Linked DNA regions of Ovis aries: region 1 is linked to region 2. Evidence: chromatin contacts called from public Hi-C data. All regions are on one chromosome and are shown on one strand. The core of a region is the stretch at or near the end of the contact, and the rest is flanking DNA. Distances in the headings are between cores, read along the strand shown.

What was found. A called contact is a pair of places that touch in the nucleus more often than the background predicts.
Region 1: a Hi-C map of liver shows a contact between it and region 2, with 3 times the contacts expected there. The contact joins two enhancer-like sites. A contact is called at or near these places in 4 of 16 Hi-C or Micro-C datasets (blood, liver and retroperitoneal adipose tissue).

What each region holds. Positions count from the first base shown.
Region 1 is chr24:28,351,509-28,354,939 of ARS-UI_Ramb_v3.0, reverse strand. All of the region lies in intron 1 of VKORC1L1 (vitamin K epoxide reductase complex subunit 1 like 1), which reads right to left. Among named protein-coding and RNA genes, the nearest start is that of VKORC1L1, 6.9 kb to the right of the region's middle. Within about 2 kb of position 2,034, at least 4 of the 54 cell types and tissues checked have an H3K27ac peak or open chromatin away from gene starts, as enhancers often do. A contact at or near this core is called in liver, where this site is marked.
Region 2 is chr24:28,311,258-28,314,637 of ARS-UI_Ramb_v3.0, reverse strand. All of the region lies in intron 1 of LOC105604743 (a long non-coding RNA gene), which reads left to right. Among named protein-coding and RNA genes, the nearest start is that of VKORC1L1, 33 kb to the left of the region's middle. Within about 2 kb of position 1,832, at least 2 of the 54 cell types and tissues checked have an H3K27ac peak or open chromatin away from gene starts, as enhancers often do. A contact at or near this core is called in liver, where this site is marked.

The sequences.
Region 1 (3,431 bases), core at 785-3,284, 40 kb before region 2:
CAAACTCCTAAGAGTTGAATATACTCCTCTTCCTATTTTGTCATGGGTATTCCATTATTTTACTTCTAAATATAATGCTGCTTTCAAAAGCTCAATAATCACACAACAGTGACAACAGCATCCTTGAAATGCTGACAGTGTCAGGTGCTAATGACAAAAGAAACTTTATAGATCATAATCCAGGGGATTAAAAAAATTTTTTTAAGCAAAGGAATGCTTTTCTAAGTGAAATTTTATATGGACCTACAATATGAGAAACAAATTAAAGCAGCATTTCATTCTATTAGTGTATTTGAAAAGCTCAAATTTATAATATTTACAGTGAATTTCTTCTGATGAACACAAACTCTAATAAGTTCTGGAAGACTGGGACAAACCTGTTTTGTTTATTGCCCAGTATATATATATATATATATATATATAAAAAACCTGATTCACAGAGATTAGCAGTTACAAATAAGTCTTTGTCATTCTTTTAAAAACAGCACATTTTTGCTATCCAAGGATTTATTACACCTGTCCAGAAGTCCAAGTAGAAAAATTCTAAGTTAAATCTCTAATAATATCAATGAGAATATGTGGTAACCACAAATATTTTGGTAGAAAGAAAAATATGAAACTTAAAATATATACTAATCTGACATCAAGACATTATATATACAGAGCAGTCACATGTTACTGCACAATGCAATGAGAGCTGTCTATAGGAGCAAATTTGCTCCTATAATCTTACATGAACAAATAAGCACTGGTCTGAATTTTAAAAAGAACAATATAAAGCTACAATTTTTCCAATCAACAGAATTTTTAGGAATTCCAGTACATGCACAAAGAAAGCAAGCAATGTCATTATAAGAATTGTTACCTGGCTGTTGGCATTATGGATAATTTTAGTTTTTTTCTTTTTCCCTCAAATATCCTAACTACATTGCCTTTTCTCTCTTTTTTTTTAATGTTTTATTTAAAAATAGTTATAAATCACAGGAATTTGCAAAAAACTGTACAGGCAGGTCCCAAGGACCCTTCACCTAACTTCCTTCAATGGTAATATCTTACATACTTCTAGTGCAAGATCACAAGGAAACTGACTATGGTACAATCCACAGAGTTTATTAATATTTTCATCACTTTTACATTCATGCGTGTGCTCTATGCAATTTCGCATTTGACACTTGTAGCTTTGAGTACCAACAGCTGAGATACAGAACTGTCCCCTCCCCGCAAAGCTCCCTCATGCTGCCTCCTCAGCCACACCTTCCTTCCCCTGCTCCTAATTCCCGGCAACAACTAATCTAGTCTTCATTTCTATAACTTTGTTATCTCAACAATGTTATATAAATGCAACTGTATAGAATGTAACCTTTAAAGACTTTTTTTTTAACCTAGATAACCTGGCAGTACAAATCAGCAGTCTTTAATTTGTTAAAATTTAGCATGATATAAAATTTGAATGCGTATCAATGTTTGAAGTGGAAATCGCTCAGTCATGCCCAGCTCTTTGCAACCCCATGGACTGTAGTCTGCCAGACTCTGTCCACGGAATTCTCCAGGCCAGAATACTGGAGTGGGAAACCATTCCCTTCTCCAGGGGATTTCCCCAAAACAGGGATCGAACCCAGGTCTCCCGCACTGCAGGTGGAAATAGGTGGATTCTTTACTGTCTGAGCCACCAGGGAAGTCCAGTAATACTGGAGTGGGTAGCCTATCCCTTCTCCAACAGATCCCCAATGCAGGCATCAAACGGGGGTCTCCTGCATTGCAGGAGATTCTTTACCCGCTGAGCTACCAGGGAAGCCCTGGTTAACAGTGTTTACAGTGTTTTAAAGTTTACAGTGTTAAAAATGTGACTCAAATGCTTATGAAACCCATGTTGTACTACCATAAAATTAGGATTCTGGGGAATGAATTCTTTAAATTAATAATCTGGTACAAACCTAGTGCAATCTAGTACAAACACATTACAGAAGAGAAGCCCATGGCACAGTGCTTCTAAATCTTATCTATGTTTACAAGAACACGTGGATTACAAGAATGCCTGGCTGTGCATTTTTCTGGCCAGCCTCTAGATTCCAGTCCTTTCCTGACCCAGGTAAGTTTCTGTTACGTGAGAATATGACTGTTTGCTCCCCCCCACAGAATGGTCACCGTTTTTTGCCTTTCCACATATTTAGAATTCTTTCAAATCATCCAGGAAATGAATCTCCCTCAAATTCTTAGTTCTGGAGATTTACCTCCACCACACCCCAGGCGCAACTCTCTAGTCTCTAAGTCCTCATGAATCAACACCTCTCTCAGAAAGGACTGCCCCACCCTAGGGAAGTGAAGTGAAGTTGCTCAGTCGTGTCCGACTCTGCAACCCCATGGACTGTAGCCCACCAGGCTCCTCCGTCCATGGGATTCTCCAGGCAAGAATACTGGAGTGGGTTGCCATTTCCTTCAATTCAAAATAACTCTTCCCCCCTCCCCTCCATACCTCCAGGTACCAAGATCCACCTGATGTTTCTTCTCTCAGCTATTCTGTTAGGTCTTCCTGATCCTCACCCCACTAGGACTCTGCTCACTAACTGGGTGTGACAAAAGCCGTATCTTTATAAGTTTAGGCTTAGAAAGCAAACACTCCAACGAGTTACTTCTTGAACATCATGCCTTCAGAGTAATGTCCTTGCTTTTCCAAAAAGATCACTCTCAATAAGTAAAAGCTAAAACACGAAACTAGGCACAGATGGAAAAAAAAGCATAGATGTGTGTATATTTTTAAAATTTGGCTCATATTGGTATTACTGTATCACTATCAGATCAAATGGAATTTAAAGTAGAGGTAAAGAGGGACTTCCCTGACAGTCCAGTTAAGACTGAGCTCTCCCTGCAGGGAGCACCAGTTTGATTCCTGGCTGGGAAACTAAGATCCCACAAGCTGCAGAGCAAAAATTTTAAAAATAAAGTAGTGGTAAAGAGCCAAACTGCCTGGGTGAAAATGTGATCTCTGCCACTGTATTTTCTAAATCAAGTTTCATTTACCCTCTGTGTACTTCAATCTTCTCATCTGTAAAATGGTAATAAAAATGCCTCACAGGACAGTTTCAAGAATTAAATAACATATGTAAAGCATTCAGAACAGTGCCTAGCACACAGTAAACATTATCCAAGTATTAACAATTATCTCTAACACATGGCAATCCAGCTTCACCTCTTTGTGACATCTATTCTGCTTACACTCTGATGTTCATACTGCTCCTGAAACAGTGGTCACATAAGAATCTGTGTTTTATTTATTAAATTGATCTTGATCAAAACTAACTAGCAGAACAAATTTTCTCTTACACAGAAGCAGTTACTATTAACATTCCACCAAACATGAATGTAAGCACTTAAAAGTATAGTGGTGATGGAAAGAATGCTAGCAAAGAGGAAAGTACAGATCAGAACATAGA
Region 2 (3,380 bases), core at 583-3,082:
TATTTCAATAAAGAATATTCCTTCCAGGAGGAAAATATGGCATTTGTGAAAATATTTGCTGTTCTCCATTACTGGCATGCTCATTCAGCTCTTTTTAATCTTTATATTCTGGGAAGTTATTTCATTCTCACTGTTTAACAAAAAAAGAACAACATAAAAATCCTTGAATACCTTGTTTAATTGGAGAATTTGAGTTTTTTCATTTATCATTGTAAAACCAAGGAATTTTGTAACATTTTTATATGAAGCTATTACATGTAGGGCAATCTGCCTTTGTTGTTATTTTAGTTGCTAAGTTGTGTCAGATTCTTTGGGACCCCATGGACTGTAGCCCGCCCAGGCTTCTCTGTCCATGGGATTTCCCAGGCAAAAACACTGGATTAGGTTGCCATTTCCTTCTCCAGGGGATCTTCCTGATCCAGGGGTTGAATCCTGTCTTTAAGTAGGGATAAATTACTCTCATAGAAATTAATCTGAAATAATTTTCCCTTCAAGTCAAGCATTTTGTTGGTCAAATAAACTTCTTGTTTAAAAAAAAAAGAACAATATTCCATCCAAAAGGATGTGATCCCAAGTATAAAAGCATTAAGCAGCAACTCTCAAACATGCACCAATTCAGGAAACAGATATGAGCTAAACAGAAACTGTCATTTAAAAAGAATCATTGTATTTTATAATTATCTTTTATTCATAAGCTGAGTGAATCTCAAAGAAACCAATAACATTAATTAGTACATAAGCATTTACCTGAAGTTCAGAAAATCCTTTCGTCTTCCTTTAGCTCTGTTACAGTAAGCAAAATTAAAGTTCACAGTTTCATTTGAACCAAAGTACAAATATGTAAAGCTGTTTTCAAAATCCTTTTATTTGCTTGTGTTCATTTATTTCTGTTTGTGCCTGGTCTCTCTTGCTGTGTGGGCTACCCCAGTCGCGGTGCACGAGCTTCTCTTACTACAGAGCACTGACTCTCGGCGCGTGGGCTTCCATGGCTATGGCACATGAACTCAGCAGTTTCGATCCCCAGGCTCTAGGGCACAGACTCAATCACTGTAACGCAGGAGCTTAGTTGCTCCTCGGCATGTGGGATCCTCCTGGATCAGGAATCTAACTCACGTCTTCTGCATTGGCGGTGGATTCTTAATCGCTGAGCCACCAGAGAAGCCCCTGTAAGTTATTTTTCATCCACTCACTCATCTAACTACCTAGTAAACTACCTATTTGCCCAGAAAGAGGTATGAAATGATTATAACCTAGTGTTAAAAACAGTTATTTCTTGGTGGTAGGAAATTTCATGATTTGTTACTTTCTTCTTTGTGCTTTTGTATTTGTTTTGATTTTTTTTTCTTTTTTTTTGCTGGGCCACAAGGCTTGCAGAATCTTGCAGACCAAGGATTGAACCCAGGCCCTCAGCAGTGAAAACGTGGAGTCCTAGTCACTGGACTTCCGGGGAATTCCCTAGGACTTAAATTTTATATAATCACAAATAATTTTTTCAAGAACAATAGTCATTCTAAAAAAATTTTAAGTTAAGTAGTCATTAAGAATGAGCTACAGGAAATATTTATTCAGCCCTTATTATGTACTAAGTACTTTGCTCATATTGACTCATCTAATCCACATATAACTGATCACGGGATGAATTATCATTTTCATTTTTCAAAAGAGGAAACTGAGGCTCATGGGTATTTGTTAATTTTTTAGAGTCACATACTAGGAAGGGCAGCGTTCGAACTTTGCCTCAATGTCAAAGTCAACGTCCCTTCTAGCAGCCTGCCTCTTCCTGGTTTTATCGAGTTTAACCCACCCCCACTGAGTGTTCACACACACACATTTCTGCAATAGTCCACCTGTCTGGGCCAGGAACTTATTATGACAAGCCAAATGCAATACTCATATCCTGACCAAGGCTGTTATCCAATATCTCTCTGATTTGGGAAATAGCCGGTGATCTCACCCTGACAAGGGTCATATATAGGTCTTAACAGAAGTCGTCATCACAGATCTATGTGAAAGGGTATGATGTTCAGATATAGCCAGCCCTTTGAGATGCTTTGCTGGAAAATGGTTCAAGTACAAAGTACTATTGACTCATGGTTACTTTTGTCCACTTTCATTAATAATGATACTTTGTACTTCTTTAGTGTTTCCCATAAGAGTGGTTTCAAAACCCTCCGGAAGCTTATCATTTCTGGGTACTTCAAATATCTTTCTTAATGACTGATGAAAAAGAAGTGGCAATATGGGAATTCCCTGGCGATCCAGCGGTTAGGACTCTGTGCTTCCACTGCCAGCGCTCAATTCCTGGTTGGGGAGCTGAGATCTCACATGATGCGAGGGGCAGCTAAAACAAAGCAAAATCAAACCAAAAGCAAATGGCAATAAATGTGCCACCCGTGTTTCCCCAGCCTCGCTAACACTAGCCTAGAGAAGAAAAGTGAGGCCACCACCAGAGTCATTGGTGCTGGTCCTACCCAACCTTCTCTCTGGGAACTCCATCTCGAGAGAGCCTGAGTTGCCCAGGGTGTGTGTCGCGCGTGTTCTTGGCTACCCCGTTGGGACCCTCCTGTGAGGCGGCATGCTCATAACCATGTCTTCCAGCGTCGTGAGGGCCCAGAGTAGCAACGACTGCCAGGCCCATGGCTGCCTTGAGGCTCCACTGCTGCCACAAGGACCCATGTGCAGAGCCGACCCCACTTCCTTGTGTCCCTCTAAACCCTGTTTCCATAAGACAGTGGGAGTGGTGTGTGTGAACCATGTTCAGACCAGATAATTCCCTGGCTGCAAACTCTACAGTGGGGTCCCACCATATACCAGGGCCTGCGAGACACCGCAGGGGCTGGCCCCACCTGCCTCTCTAACATCCTCTCCATCTGGGCTGTGGGCTGGAGGATGATGAAATAGCCTGAAAAGCAACACTTAGCCACTATTCCCAGGACCCTGGCCCATCACTCTTGAGGTATGTGCCTTGGTGCTCTTTCTTCCTGATGACTACCCTGTAAACAGACCCCAACAGCCCCACCCCAACCCCCAGGTGTGCCAACGGGTGGGTGCTGGGGGGGTCTTCAGTACAGTATCCTCATCATTTTCAACACCTCCACTAAAGTCACACCAAAAAATGTCCCTACATGGGAGTTCCCTGGCAGTCCAGTGGTCAGGACTTGGCCAGTCCACTGCCGCTGGCCTGGGTTCAATCCCTGGTTGGGCAACTAAGATCCTGCAAGCCATGCCATGCAGTTAAAAATAAATCAATACCATCCAAGCAAAAAGAGTGTATTTGACAGTGAGACACGTCAGGGAGCTGCAGCACCCTCCAAACCCAACTACCCCGAACCAAATTTCTGCCCCTGCGTTTTCTGAGGTGGAGATTCTGCAGCTGCCGC